Linked DNA regions of Sus scrofa: all the other regions are linked to region 1. A link is a contact called in public Hi-C data. All regions are on one chromosome and are shown on one strand. Each heading gives the region's core, a stretch centred on a gene start, on an enhancer-like site or on the middle of the called end of the contact. The rest is flanking DNA. Distances are from core to core; before and after follow the strand shown. Region 1 holds the start of ZBTB7B (zinc finger and BTB domain-containing protein 7B). Region 2 holds the start of C4H1orf43 (chromosome 1 open reading frame 43 homologg). Region 3 holds the start of IL6R (interleukin 6 receptor).

Region 1 (4,841 bases), core at 1,416-3,915:
CCCAGAGGCGCTCCGCCCCCCATGCCCGCTGGGCCCCCTCCCCCACCCTTCCCCAGGGTGCCAAGTGCAAGCACACAAAGGGCCCGATGGTGCATTGTTAGCCCAGCCCCCGCTGCCCGCCGCGCCCTCCCAGGGCGGGCACTGGGCCAAGGAGGAGCTGGGGGCCCTGGGTGCCAGGGGGCACCATGGGGAAGGGGGACGAGGTCAGCACCTGTCTCCCAGTCACTGGGGTCCATGTCAGCCAGAGCTGAGCAGTGGTGAGAGGGCCCCATTAGAGCGGGCCTCTCTCCTTGACACCTGAGCCTAGTGGGCACTGCCTTCTTTCTTCCCTTGAGCCCCTTTTGGGTGGTATTAACCCCTTCTTGACCCCTGTGCTAAGAATGGGGGTGGTGTGGTACCCAAGGGAAGGGACAGTGTCTAGGAGGGGCCAAGCAGGCTGCGTCGTGCCCACAGCAACCATGTAACAGAGGCACGCTGGGGGAGCCAGGGTCCCGGGGGCCTGGGACAGGAGGCACTGACAGAGATTTCTTCTTATTTCATCAGCTGCTCCAGGGGGAGCCCCCTACCCTTCTCCCCAGTCACCGCGAAGGAGGAACACTAACTGCTACCCAAGCTCAGTCACAAATATGTCCTTCTCCGGCCCAGCACAACACTCCATATGCCTACTCTCCCCTCCCAACCTGATGCCCACTCCATGCCAGCTCTCCCAGCAGTGCCAGGCGGGTACAGGGGTGACCAAACCAGTTGGTGTGTGGGGGGGAGCAGGAGACAACCCCATAATCCTCCAGGCCTCACCCCCCTACACATATACACCCTCAGGGAACAGAGAGTTCCCATCTTGTTTAACCCCTCGCTGCCCAATCTGGAGCCCCCTGCTCCTGACAGTGTCCCCTCCTCCAGGAATAAGTTGGGGGAAGGGGGAAATAGCTCCACTGACTCATGCCCGGCCTCAGCTGCAGCTAGGGGTCTCTGAGGCATTCAGGTGGGGGTCAATTCAAGAACACCCTCCACCTGGCCCGGAAGCCAGGACAGCCTGCTGGTCTCCCCCACTCCCCAGCACCCACTTCCGGTGTCCCAAACTAGGTCAGCAGCGCTCGTTTCCTGTGGGTCAGCTAGCACCCGCGCCTCTGCCCCTCCCCTGCTCCGGACCCGGGCTCCCTGCCCCCCCCCCAGGGCGCCCCGAGGTCTCACCACGTCTCAGCCGCCCTTTGATACGTGGGGGTTGTGCGGGGCGGGGGGCAGGGGACCCGCCCTCTCTCCAAACACCAGCAGGGCCGGGGCGCCCGGGCAGGCACGTGTCCGGGCACAACCCGCTGCCCACGCCGCCCCCCCACACCCAGGCCCCCCCTTCGCTCTGGCCGGGACACGTCGCTCTCTTACTTGGTGTGGGGTGGGAGGGGAGAGAGAAAGCTGGAAATTGAAAGCAGCGCCCCCCACCCCTTTGAATGGCAGCCCTCTGCCAGCGGCGCTCAGACTAGGTTCTACAACAACACAGTAGAGACCCCCACCCGGGGTAGGGGCAGGTGCGCCGGCGCCGGTGGGGGAGACGGGTGGTAGGGAGAATTCTTCCCAGTCGCCCACCCTGGCTCCTAGGTTCTAGGGGCAGGAGCTGGCTTTGAAAAGGTGGCGGCGGTACTGGAGCCTGAACGAAGAGAGTGAGATAGAGGGGCGGCAAAGAGAGGGGTCTTTCTAAGTCATTCGGAGGTTGTCGCTGAGCCCCACTGTCGGCAAGAGAGCGCAGCTCTGGAAGCGCAAGAAACCGAATAGTCCAGCCGGTAACTTTCCCCCAAGCCGCGGCTCCTCCAGTGCTCCCCCCACCCCCCATGCAACTGGCCCGGGTCCAACCCACCGCGCCAGGGGGCGCGGTGGGGGTGGGGGGGAGCGTTGTCCTAGTTAGAGTCCGTCAGCATTTCCATTCCCTCAACTCGGTCGGGTCGGGGGTCTCCCCCTAAAGTCACGAAGGAGACTGGGGGAGCGCTCAGCGCCGCCTCACCCTCTCTCCATCCCGGAGCCGCCAGTCTGTCTGATTCCAGAAGTGCAGAGAAAGTTTCTGCGGGACCCTCGGCCTTGGGTTGGGGGGGGCAGCCGTAGTTCCATCTCTACCTTTCCTCCCAGTTAAAATCAATTCCAAAGACCCGGAGTATTGGGAAGGCACCGGGAAGGGGAGTGGTGGGAATCTGGTCTGCATGCGTGTGTGGGGGGGGTCCCACTTTCAGGACGGACGAAGGACACTGCAGTAGTCTCAAGCCTAGGGGACCCTGAGGCAGGAGACAAAAATGGGGTACACTCACCTCTCCGCCTTTGGGTCCGCTGGCTGGAGCTGCTGAGGCTCAGGGTGTGGGGAGAAACGCGTCCCCGGCCAGGCCCGGGGGCTTGGGGCCCTGCTCCGGTCCTGGTCAGAAGGCCGCGGTCAGTGGCTCGCCGCTCTCTGCTGGGGGGCTCCTCCTCCGCAGCCCTCTGCCTCCTCCTGCCGCCCGCCCCCCCTCGGCCGCTGAGAACCGTACATTCACCTGGCTCCCACCCGCCCCCCCCTCAGGGCCCGCCTCACCTGTCCTGCTGTCTCACCTGTCCTCCTGCTTGCTTTCCCCCCATCCCTCCCCTCCCTCCCCCCGCCCCCTGCCACCCCCCAAACTCCCCCCCACCCTTAGCAACACCCTCTGTCACTTCCTGGTTTTTCACCCGCCCCCCCAGGCCCCCTCCCTCCGCCCAATAAGGACATAAACTTCAACCCCTTGGTCCAGCCAGTCTCTGCAGGGCGCAAATGGATCCCTCCCTCCTTTTTCGCTCTCTTCTTCCAAGCTCTTACTTTGCTCTCCGAGCCTTTCCCACCCTCCTCTTTTCCCTCCTTCCTTCCTTCTCTCTTTCTCCCTTCACCTGCCGCGGTCCTTCTCCCCCCCTCCCTCTCCCTCTCCCTCTCCTCTTGCTCCTATCTCTCCCAGTCCACCTTAACTCTAGCTCCGCCCTCGACCCCCTTCCAGCCCTCCGCCGCAGCTCCGCCCTGCCCCCTGCACTCCACCGCCCTGTCCACCCATTGGCCTGAACACCTGCCCATCTCAAGTGGGTCCCGCCTTGCGTTCTTCCAGGGAGGGGGCGGAGCCGAGGGACTGGCCCGAAACCTGGAGGAGGGGAAGAGGAGGGGGCAGTGTCCGCAGCGGCCAGGGAACCGAGCACCCCCATCAAGGGCTCCCACTCCTCCCAGAGGGGCTTCTGTAGGGTCAGCGCCTCAGGAGGGAAGGGTATGAGGAGGTTAAAGATAGCCTAGGTGGGGGCGAGGCGGGGATTTAGGGGATTGAAGGAGGGGGTCCCGTGAGGGGCTAGAATCAGGTCAGGGCCCCAGGAGGTAGGGGGAGGGGAACCACCCGGCCATCAACTCCAGCTCCTACGCCCCAGCCCCCCGCCCCTTAGAGGGAGCGGGGGAGTTGAGGCTGCAGGCACCCTGCGTCCCTCCCCACGCGTGACAGCGCCCCGCAGGGAGGGAACGGCGCCCTGGGCAAGCAGCCTCTGAGCTCCAGCCGGTGCCCGCTGCGGCCTTGGCATTGTCAGAGGGGAGGGGCCAAGTCCACGAAGGGGGAGGGGGAGGCAAGCACACACTCCTGCTCCCCGCCTCCATCCGTCGTCCCCTAAGTGGAGAAACTGAGTCTCCGTGAAGGAGGGACCTCTGGACTTGAATTCGCTCCGAGATCCAAGTGGCAGGGGGGGGGGGCTGAGTCTTTTAGAATGGGTTTGCGGGGGGACCAGGATATGTACTTCAGTGCCCCCAACTGAGGAAGGTAGCGCGTGTGGGACGCTTCCAACTGGGCCTGCGGCGCTACGTACCCCAAAGAGCCCCTCCCACTAGTGTAAAACGGATTCAAATCCGGCTACCGCGGGCCAGGTTCCGCTCCCCGCGGCCGGCCGGGCCGAACCGGGTCGGACTTGCTTTCTCCAACCCCAGCCCCCTCCGCAGGGGGCCTCCCTCCCTTTCCAGCAGGTGGCTCCGCGGGACACCAGCTCAACCTGTTGGACCACAATGGGCGGCGCCAGGGGGGCCCTGGCCCTCACCCGGGCTGACCCGGGATCCCCGCTCGGGGGGGGGGGGGGAGGGGCGGAGTCCCTTTCCCTCCCTCCCTCTCCCTCCGGCCGTGACTCAGCCTCGGGGCCGCTGCCCTGCTCCCCAGCCAGGGGCGGAAAGTGTGAGGCGCCCCTGAGGGCCCAGGCCAAACCAAACAGCCCCCCACCCCAGACATTATCTCACTGGAGAATTAGGGGGGCTCTAGGAAGGAGGGGTAGCAGCAGCAGGCATGGGGCGCTCTCACTCGGGTGATCCGCTCCAGGTTTTCCTATCGTCCCTGTCCCCCTTGGGTCCCGAGGCTGGTCACTGCTCCGGGTTTTCTTCTCGCCCCGCCGGACAGATACCGGTTCTTGAGGGCTGGGAGCCGATGGTGTCCAGGCCAGGGTTTTTCCCTCCCTTCTCCAGCCGTCGGGGTCGCGCTAGCGTGGGGAAGGGCCGTGCCAGGGGAAAGACGGCTGTGCCAGAAGCACAAGTGAAAAGGACAGGAGCTGCTTCAGGGTTGAGAGGGCATGGCCCGAGGAAATGGGGGGCGGGAAAATGGCTCAGAGAGGGCAGAACCAGGGCCGCCAGAGGGAATAGAAAGGAGGGCGCCTTGGTATCAGCCCTTATTATAGAGAAGCGAAGGGGCCCAGTCCCCCATCTCAGGGGGTCCCACCAGGCGTCTTGTTGGACCCAGCTTGGATATTTAGGCGCCTGGAATGCTGTTCCCCGCTTGAGTCTCGACAGTCTTGGAATCTTCTGTTAGTTCTTCAGTGACCCCCTCTCACGTTTCTCTTCTGTTCACCCCCCC
Region 2 (4,841 bases), core at 1,382-3,881, 720 kb after region 1:
CTACAATAGATATGAATTTTATTACTAGCTATATGGATAACTTGCTTAGACAATACCAGTCAATGTAAATACACTAAAAAATCATCTTGAAAGCCACACAACTACTCCGGAAAGGGGGGGAAAAAAAAAGCACCTCCTGATCCCTTTGCTATTAACTTCCAGCTCCCTCTTAGAAGTGCTCTGAAATGTGTGACTAAGGAAATTTTACCACCTAGGTAGTAACAACACTGAGCAACAGGTCAAAAGTAAGTGATCTAGGATGGATCACTGGAGGGCACAGAATTAGTAGCTTTTTAGTAGCAAGCAGAGACACATACCCAGTTATCACAGTGGAGGCGAGGAATCTTGTTAAATACTCTTTCTTAGAAAATAAAAATATTTACGGGAAATAGATAAGAAGTATTGGAGACCAAGGGAGTACTGTAGGAACAAATACAGGTTTCAACACAGGAGTGCCCTTGACCATTTTTTTTTTTTTGAGAACCAGCTACTTAAAAAAATAGCCAGAGAAATTTTACAGAAAAAAATAAATAACAAATATTTATTGAGTTATCTACTATGTGTCCAGTACTTTAGGAAATACAAAAGCAATATAACTTGGTTGCTGCCCTCAGGGAGCTTACAATCTAATTTGAGAAACAATTCAGAAACTCTGAAGCTGGAGGAGGGGGTGGGTAAGGCTTGGTACCTCTAACAGAGCAAATAATTCCCCTAGATGCTCTGCAGCAATGACCCCTGCATCCTCTTCCCCATCAATTTGAATCTAATTTAAAAAAGAGTACTTCCCAGTTAGGACACATTTAGCAAGTAGGGGCTTTAAAAATCAAAACCAAAACAGTACATTTTAAGGCCTTTCACCATTAGTTTACATGCCAGCAATACTTTCCGACTTCCCGTTCACAACGGAAATAATCACTGGAATAGGATAATCTTTAAGGACAATGGTTGTAGGATCTCAAAGCAGTTTTATCAATCTATGAGAAGCCAAAACGTTTTAGTTCTCCAGTAATGAGGGTTGTCACTGACCCCTGTCACCTCCCAGCATCAGATATCCCCAAAGCAAAAGATATGGGCAGTGTAAGGTGGATGGGGAGGAAACAAAAAAGGAGTTCTCCATCTAACAATCAGGGACAATCAAAAGCAAAAGGGATAACAATAACACCAAAAAAGGCCTGTTACTGTGGTGGTTTGTTTGGTTTTTTTTTTCCCCCCACAACATCCTACACCAGAGATGGCTACATTTCAAGAACGGTGGAAAAGGAGCAGCCTCCTGTTTGTGACATCAGTTTGCAAAGCAATTTAGCGACTGTCCACAAGGTGAAGGGTCTGAAGAAATTTGGAATTTCTGTCCCACTATGAGAAGATTGGACAAATACCCTACTGCTCTAATTACGTCCCTTAGGCGTAATACATCCTCTGGGAGCCTGTATGCCCAGCCTCCCAAATAGCATAATTGTTTGGGGTACCCAAAACTACAGTATGGACGACAGGAAGCCAAAGACAGCAGCAAAAAAATATATTTCGAGAGCCTGGGCGGTGAGAAAGAAGGAAGGGTAATAAGAGGAGCTGACAAAGAGGCTGGAAACGGAGAGGGGACGCAAGCCCACGCGCGGAGGATGGGAGGCTCACCTCGTTCAGCGCCACATCGGGAGCTCACGGGGCCAATCGCCTCCTTACCTCCCACCCGGAACAAATTAATCCTCCGCACTCCAAACTGAGGGCCACATGGGGGAGTTTGGGGCAGCTCCACCCCAACGCCCTCCCTCCCCCATCCCCCCCCCCCGCCACCCCCAAACCAGGCCGGATCCGGATCAGAGGAGGCCCGCAGAGGGTTGGAAAGGGAGGAGGCCTTCTCGTTTTCTCCACAGGCACCGACCAGGGTAGAGAGAGGCCCCTACCTCAGGCAAGGCCCAGGCCTCGCTCGCTCGCGCTCTTTCTCGCTCTCCCCCTCTCAGGCTCTAGCCGCATGGCCCCCCCTCCAGCTGCCCCAAGCCCCGCCCCGGCCACGCTCCCAAATCGAGGCCCCGGCTCTGGCGCGGCCCAGTAGGCCGCGAACCCAACCATAAACAAAACCTCCAGCGGCCGACTCGAGGGGTGGGGGGGCGCCAGGACTCGCACGACTAGGTGGGGGGGGTGTACAGTGGGGAACACACGGTGCGGGGGGGGGCCTACCGAGGGAGGGGGATACGGCGGGGATAGGGAAGAAAAGAGGGAGGGTAAAAGGGGGATCGCGGATTTAAAGGGGCCGCGGACAATACCCGGCCCCGCCGCGCTGCCGCTGCCGCCGCCGCCGCCGCCAACGCCGCTGCGCTCCCAACTTTACCTCAGTCTCCTCCACACTGACACCCCGGGCCGCGCCGCCCCTGTCACGTGATATAAGGTTCCCTCCTCCCCACCCCCCTCCCTCCTTTTCCCTCTCGCGCTCGCTCTCGCGCCTTCCCCCTCCCACTTGCCTTCCTGCGTCCCCCAGCACGTGACGCGAAAAGGGACGCGCACGCAAGCGTGCGCGTGCCGCCCCGCCACGAGACACCTCACTCCGGCTCGGCGCGTCCGCCCCGCCTCCTCCGCTGCGGCCCCGCCTCTACCACGTGACGCACGGATGGCCTCGGCTTCCTCTTACTGGCTTAGTTCCGCGTCTCCGCACCCGCGGGTCCCGGTTGCCATTGCGTGCCTGAGTCACGTGTTGGGGGGAAGCGGGAAGGCGTCGTTCTTCTTTCCTAGCCCCCCCAACCGCCATGTTTTCAGGCCCGGTCAGCTTTGGTCTTTCCCCGTAAGGAAATGGCCGGGGCGCTTCAGGGAACCCAAGCGCTGTTGCCTCGGCGGAGCCCGGGCTGACGAGGCAGTGCAGCGGGGTAAACCGGAGCAGTTCTGCGCAGGGTGGGGAGGCCATGGCGTCTGGCAGTAATTGGCTGTCCGGCGTGAATGTCGTGCTGGTGATGGCCTACGGGAGCCTGGTGAGGAGATTTCCCCCACCCGTCCCTGCTGTCGCGTCTGACCCAGTAAAGGCCCTCCTCTTGAGCAGCGCCCTGTCTTCATTCTCCACCCACTCACCTGCGCTTTTTTCTGGGCTTTGACTCCTATCCCAGGAGTACCTGGGAGCAGAAGTCACCGACTCGGACCGCCCCGCCTCTAGCCGAGAACCCTCCCTCTAAACCCTAGGATGCAGACCCTCACGCCTCTCCGCTGCAGGCTTCCCTGTATCCACCCCGTCGCTGATGGCCTTGCTTTGCCCCAACTTTTTTACCCAAAGCATCCTCGAGAACCCGAATTGGGGGATTTGAAACGAAGGCATTTTTTTTGGAACGATTTAATTAAAGATTCTTTACTTTTTTCATTTTTTGGACAGGTGTTTGTACTGCTATTTATTTTTGTGAAGAGGCAAATCATGCGCTTTGCAATGAAATCCCGAAGGGGCCCTCATGTCCCTGTGGGACACAATGCTCCCAAGGTAGGTCCTTAAGGTACGAGATAGGCCGCCTGATTCTTCTGATTTATTACGGCCCAGAATAAGATTTACTTTGCCTTTAGAACTGACTTAATTCCCACGTTTTCTCGTTTAGTTACCCATGCGCTGACTTTAGTATATTGAGCAATAAAAGTCATCTTGGGTCTTGGCATACCTGTTCACTGTTATGGCACAGCATGCAGCTTATCCAGGAGCTTAAGTTTTTGCATATGCACAACGGAGGACTTGGATTAAGATTCCCAAAACATTGTGGTATATTTCCCAGTTAAACTTAGGCTACTTTGTGCTATTTGGGCGGTTTTTTTCTAATTTTGTCTTAGGATGGGATTAGGGTGGTTAAACTTAACCCCAGATCAGTGAGAATGGTTGCCTTTGCACAACTTTAGATTTATAAAGGCCCTGTAAGTCATCTAGTTCCGTCATTCATGTTACAAATTGAAACTTAAGAAAAGGAAGCTACTTACCTGAGTGTATACAGGAAGTGAGCAACTAAGTTATTAGGTAATTGCCTTCCTTTCCTTGGCTTTAAATATCTACTGACGAAATTTTATCTCTATCCCATACCTTTTTCTTGAGTTCTATCCTTGTATATGCAGTTGCCTACCTAACATTTCCAAGTAGATGTCTGATAAGCATCTCAAACCTAAAATGTCTAAGTCATAACTCTTGATACCCCACTGCCACCCCTATCCTGCTTCTTCTGTCTTCCACTTTTAAATTGTATCTCTATCCCATACCTCTTTCCTAAGAGTTCTATCCTTACACATCCAATTGCCTACCTAAAAATTTCCAAGTAGATGTGATAAGCATCTCATACCTAAAATGTCTAAGTCAGAACTCTTGATACCCCATTGCCACCCCTATCCTGCTGCTTCTGTCTTCCACTTTTGGGTAAAAGGTGTCTGCTGCTCTTTGTTTGGCCATGTTCAGGGCATGCAGAAGTTGCCAGGGCAGGGATCAAACCTGCACTGCAGCATATGGAAGTTCCCAGGCTAGGTAGGGGTCAAATTGAAGCTGTAGCCTCTGGCCTATACTGCAGCCACAGTCGTGCCAGGTCAAAGCCCGAGCCGTGTCTGCAACCTACACCACAGCTCACAGCAACACCAGATCTTTGACCCACTGAGTGAGGCCAGGGATAGAACCTGCATCCTCATGGATTGTTTCCACTGCACCACAACAGGAACTCCTTTCTTTAACTAATGATATAATTTCCTCCTCCTTTTCCGTGTTGATATATTTCATGGAAAGCCTCAAAGAAGATGCTGTACGCTGAAACTTCCACAGTGCCTCCAAGTTCCCTCGGTACTGCAAATGCTAACTGCTTTCTGTAAAAGGAATATAGGGTTGATTTCTAGTATGTCATGGACCAATCAAA
Region 3 (4,841 bases), core at 1,022-3,521, 580 kb after region 1:
GTGTTGTGTAGAGTCTTGCGTTGCAGAAGACGGAAGGAACCTGAGTCACCGATGTCCAGGCCTTCCACACCCGACACCTCTGTCCCAGCTAGTCCAGGCCTCTAGCAAGTTCACCTGAGCAGCCCCGCCGGCAATCAGAGGTGTGGGCAGCTGTTGTTCCCAAGGAAAACACGCCTTCTGGCTACAAGAGCCCACAGCCCGGGAAGCAGCGGACTTCCCCCTCTAAACCAGCCTCTGCAATTCCCCCCGGCCCCTCTCTTCTCCAAAGCGAGAGCGCTCACAGTCATTCGCTCCATGTTTCCTGTGCGAGGTCTTTATTTTTGCTCTGAGTTTGTGGGCTGAGTCTGTGTGCGTGTGGGAGGGGGGAGCTGGGTATTTTCTACTTCTCTGCATTTTCCTTCTGAACTGGGAGGGCTTTCACTTCCTCCCCAAACTCTCAGTTCTGCCTTGCACAGGCCATCCAGGCCTTGAGACCACTTTGCCTGTCCCACCTAAGGACCAGGAAAATGGAGAACTGATTGCAACCGGCTGCCCTCACCGTACCTTGCAATCACTCAGAAGCAAAAGGAAGCGGCAGCCACAGCAGTCATTCCCCTGGGGCAGGTGCCCTGGGGTGTGGTGCGAGTAGCAACAGAGGCAGGTAAAGAAGCCTTGCTCCCTCCCAGGTGACCCAGGCCTCAACCCTGCCTCGGGTTCCTCTGACAGCACAGCCGACCAACCTAGGCCTTCCCTTCCCCTGGCCTCTTCTGCCCAGAGCTCAGCCAGCCAAGGAGGACCCTCAGCTTGCCCCCCAAACACCCCCAGCTCTGCCTGCTGGGCTAGTTCTACATTTGGGAGTCTTCGGGACCTACCACATGGGCGCAGAGGAACATGGAGGAGTGGGCCTCCACCAACTGAGCCTGACAACCTCCTATCCCAACCTCTGTGACCCTCAGTCTCTTCTTTGGAACCAAGTAAGATTTAGATCCCGTGGTGAAGGATTAGAAAACTCATGTCAAGCACCAGAGGCCTCCATCAACAATGGCTACTACCCACAGGAGTTATAAATGTGTGCCAAGAAAAAGAATCCCTTCACCTTCCTCTTCCAAAGCCAAGGAACACAACCATTCAGAAAGCAGAGAGCTGCAGGCACATCAGCCTCTAGCTCTCTGCAGCAGGGAGTGAGAGACAGGCAGAGGGTGGGTGTTCATTGGGGCAGGAGCACCGTGGGGTCTAGCAGTGCCTTCTAGCAGTGAAAGCCAGAGCCCCCACCTCGCCAGCAATCCGTTCCCAGAAGCCTGCCGGCTGCCCGCATGGTTTTCCACTGTGTCCTCAAAGAAGCCCTCAGACCCTAAAATAAACCTCTGGACAAACAGTTGCCCGGCTCCTCCAGAGGAGCGACTAGACACGCAGCTGGGCATGCCGCCAGAGCCCAGAGAAAGGACTGCCGGCCAGAGGCGGATTACAGTCCGCAGGAGCAACAAGTGCCCCCTGTCCCCCTGCCTCCCCCTCCTGTGGTCTGGCAGTGGAGTCCAGTGTGTGCCAGCCTCAAGCCGCCCCAATCCCTGGCCAGCCTCCCCACTTGGCCTCAATTCTCAGGGGGTAGGCATCCAGCTTGCTAGAGCTCGTGTCTGCCTAAGCGAGTGCCGGCAACAAGGCAGCGGGAGAGTCCGTGACTCAGAGCCCATGAAATCAGTCCCTTCACAGTCAAGGCACTGTCATCCACACATGAACCCAGGGGGCGGAGGGGAGAGCCAGGAGGAGTGCCTTCCCCAAAGCTGAGGGGCAAACGGGGCGCTGGTACCAAGGACGCCCCGGGCAAGAACTCCACTCCGCTAGGGCATCGCCTCTTAAAGTAACCCGGGACAGCTGTGTAAGGATTCCCGGGGGCCCTGGGAAGGACATACGAGAACACACCTTGTCCTGGACGCAGACCGCAGGGAGCTTCCCGGCCACAGAGCCGTCACGGGGAGAGCGCGCCCGGCCAAAGGCGCAGGACGCAGCAGGGGGCGCGCGAGCGAGGGGCCGCCACCGGACAGCCGGGGCAGCCCGGGACCGCACCTTGTGCCGCGGGGACCCAAACTAGCCCCGACCAGGGGGGGCCGTCACCCCTCCTGCCTCCCTCCGCTGCCCTGAGTCTGCGGCAGCCGCAGAGGTTCCCCCACCCACCAGCTGTCCAAGCCCTTCAGGTGCGCCCGAAGCCCTTACCCAGTTTGGAGCAGCCCCTCGGGGCCAGCGCCATCCCGGGCGCGGCAAGCAGAGCGGTCAGAAGCGCGCAGCGGACGGCCAGCATGCTTCCTCCTCAGCTAATGCCCCATGATCCCAGAGAGGCAGCCAGGCAGGCGGGCGGGCGGCCGGGCGGCCGGGCGGCCGGGGCGGGGCGGCGGGCGGGCTCAAGCCCCGAGGGCAGCCCCCATCCCCGGGGGGCCCGCGCTCAGCACGCAAGGCTAGTCCCCGAGCCCCGCGCCGCACTCGACTCGGCTCCCTCTGGCTGGGCTCCTTGTCAGTGCGACTTCCCACTTGCACATGACTCAGAGCAGCGGACGGTCCTGGCAACGCAGGAAAACATTTGAGGAACTCGCGCTGGAGTCGTCTCTCGGCCGGCCCAGAGTGCTGTTACGAAAGCCGGAGCGGATGGCGCAACAGCCCCGCGCACCGGCCGAGCGGAGGGGGTGGCTTCCGGCCGCAGCGCCGCACCTGAGCCGCGAGGCCCTGAGCCCCGAGCCCAGCGGGGGCGAACTCTCCCTCCCTCTCCTTCTATTGATGAGAACAGGAGAATTAGACGCCACCAGCTCGGTTTTGATTTTTGGTTTCGTGACCAGGATTACTCTGTGAAAGGAGCACCTGGAGAGCCTGGAGGAGGCGATGTGCCTCTTACTGTTAGAGTAAAGCAGCGATTGGCAGCCCTTTCTGCCCCCTCGGAATCACTCGGGGAGCCCCCAAAGCCACCGATGTATCGCTTCACGCCCAGAGATTTAATGGATTTGATTCTGACTTAATGGATCTGGGATGAGGCTCGGGCATCGAGATCCTCGATAGAGTAAAGGTTCATCCTTTCTCCGTGCCTGTGTTCCCTGCAGCACAGGCCAGGGACAGATTTGGGCTCTGGAAGCTTCCAAATGGAAGTATCCCCTCCAGACCTCCACCTTCTGTGACAGCTGTGTGAAATCTTTTGAGTTTCTGTTTCCTCTTATGTCAGAGAGAGATAAGAAAGTCAATATCAGGATGGTTATGAAGATACCATGGTTATAAAGATCTACACACTTGACACAGGGTCCAGACCACAGGTGCTCCATCGATGTCAAAACAGGCACGTCCACCCTCCTGATGTGATAGATAGAAACTGGTACTTGGCTTTCAGAAGCAACCACAACCATCTCTTTAAAGGGCCCACCAAGGTTCCCCAGGGACCCTGAATCTGACAGGTGGCCTCAGAGCTGAGTTTGGAAGGAATGAAAATTACTGAAATAAGGTCTAGGCTGAGAAGTTTCTGGCCCAGCAAGTGCCTATGAAGATGTGCTTTTCCACTTTGGGCTTCAGGACCAGGACCAAGGCTCCTGGGGCAGCAGGAGTGGGCATGGTTTGGTGGAAGCCCCCAGGGGATAGGATCCGGCCTGAAGAAATAGGGTTTCTGCAATGCAGCCGGCGTGCTTCTAGGTTTCTCTGTGGGAACCTCCCATCAGCAGTGCTTGGCAGAACCAGGCACCTGCCCCGACCCACCCCATGCCAGAGGCTGGTTTGGGTGGGCTTGCTCCAGCCACACCCACAGGCGAGGGAAAAAAACATGTTGGAAGGTAGATCTTTTGGCACTGGCCCTTTCTCCTGCTGTTTAAAATTCCTTGGTGGCTCAGTGGATTAAGGATCCAGCATTGTCGCTCCTGTGACTCGGATCACTGCTGTGGCACGGGTTCAGTCCTTGCCCGAGAAATTTCACAGGCCACAGGTGTGGCCCTCAAAAATAATAAAATAAATATGATTAATAGTGGCAAACAATTGCCTTTGGAATGGATAGGCAATGAGATCCTGCTGTATAGCACTAAAAATTTTTTTAAATAATAAAAAATAAATAATAAATAAAATGACATTGCGGTGGGGCTCCCACTGTGGTTGCCCCTCCCCCTACTTGTGGCAGATACAGACCTGAAAATGATCAAAGAGGGACTACAAGCTGCAGTCTAAAACCAGAAGGCTGCAGAAAGCCTTCTGTTCAGATAGGTGAGTTTGAAAGAGGGCTATTGAAGCCCAAGAACAGGTGTCTCAGACCCCACCTGGCTCCTGCACCAAAGGGGGCCTTCCCATCTCTAATCCATCAGCCGGGAGTCAGACAGATAGTGTTTCCATCTCAGCTCTGCCATTTGCTGGCTGTGTGACTTGGGCAAGTTACTTAACCTCTCTGAGTCTCTATTTCCTGATGTGTAAGATGAGAACAACAATATGCAAATTGCTGGTATTGTGGTTCATATTAAAAGATCTGGCCCATCTTTATTTTCTCAACCTCATTTTCTGAATATAAATACGTTTCTACAATATTATTACGGCTTTTTTTTTTTTTTTTTTTTTTGTCTTTTGCCTTTTTAGGGCCACACCCGCGGCATATGGAGGTTCCCAGGCTAGGGGTCTAATCGGAGCTATGGCTGCCAGCCTCCACCACAGCCACAGCAACTTGGGATCCAAGCCGCCTCTGCGACCCACACCACAGCTCACGGCAACGCCAGATCCTTAACCCACTGAGCAAGGCCAGGGATCGAATCCGAAACCTCATGGTTCCTAGTTGGATTCGTTTTTGGTTTTTTTTTTTTGTCTTTTTTTGTCTTTTGTCTTTTTGTTGTTGTTGTTGTTGTTGCTATTTCTTGGGCCGCTCC

Evidence for each region. Hi-C and Micro-C count contacts between places; a contact is called where the count stands out from the background.
Region 2: a contact with region 1 is called in a Hi-C map of embryonic fibroblasts, with 2.1 times the contacts expected there. The contact joins the promoter of C4H1orf43 here to the promoter of ZBTB7B in region 1. A contact is called at or near these places in 1 of 47 Hi-C or Micro-C datasets (embryonic fibroblasts) and 1 of 2 datasets of contacts at active chromatin or transcription factors (alveolar macrophages).
Region 3: a Hi-C map of embryonic fibroblasts shows a contact between it and region 1, with 1.6 times the contacts expected there. The contact joins the promoter of IL6R here to the promoter of ZBTB7B in region 1. A contact is called at or near these places in 1 of 5 promoter capture datasets (liver), 1 of 47 Hi-C or Micro-C datasets (embryonic fibroblasts) and 1 of 2 datasets of contacts at active chromatin or transcription factors (alveolar macrophages).

The regions. Positions count from the first base shown.
Region 1 is chr4:94,794,057-94,798,897 of Sscrofa11.1, forward strand. ZBTB7B (zinc finger and BTB domain-containing protein 7B) reads right to left here and starts at 2,666. Exons shown (of 4, transcript XM_021089747.1): 1 at 2,549-2,666; 2 at 2,292-2,392.
Region 2 is chr4:95,517,372-95,522,212 of Sscrofa11.1, forward strand. It overlaps C4H1orf43 (chromosome 1 open reading frame 43 homologg), which reads left to right and starts at 2,632. Exons shown (of 7, transcript NM_001204390.1): 1 at 2,632-2,954; 2 at 3,347-3,448. The coding sequence starts at 2,889. UBAP2L (ubiquitin-associated protein 2-like) reads right to left here and starts at 2,361. Exons shown (of 27, transcript XM_021089781.1): 1 at 2,259-2,361.
Region 3 is chr4:95,378,796-95,383,636 of Sscrofa11.1, forward strand. It overlaps IL6R (interleukin 6 receptor), which reads right to left and starts at 2,272. Exons shown (of 10, transcript NM_214403.1): 1 at 2,188-2,272. The coding sequence starts at 2,272.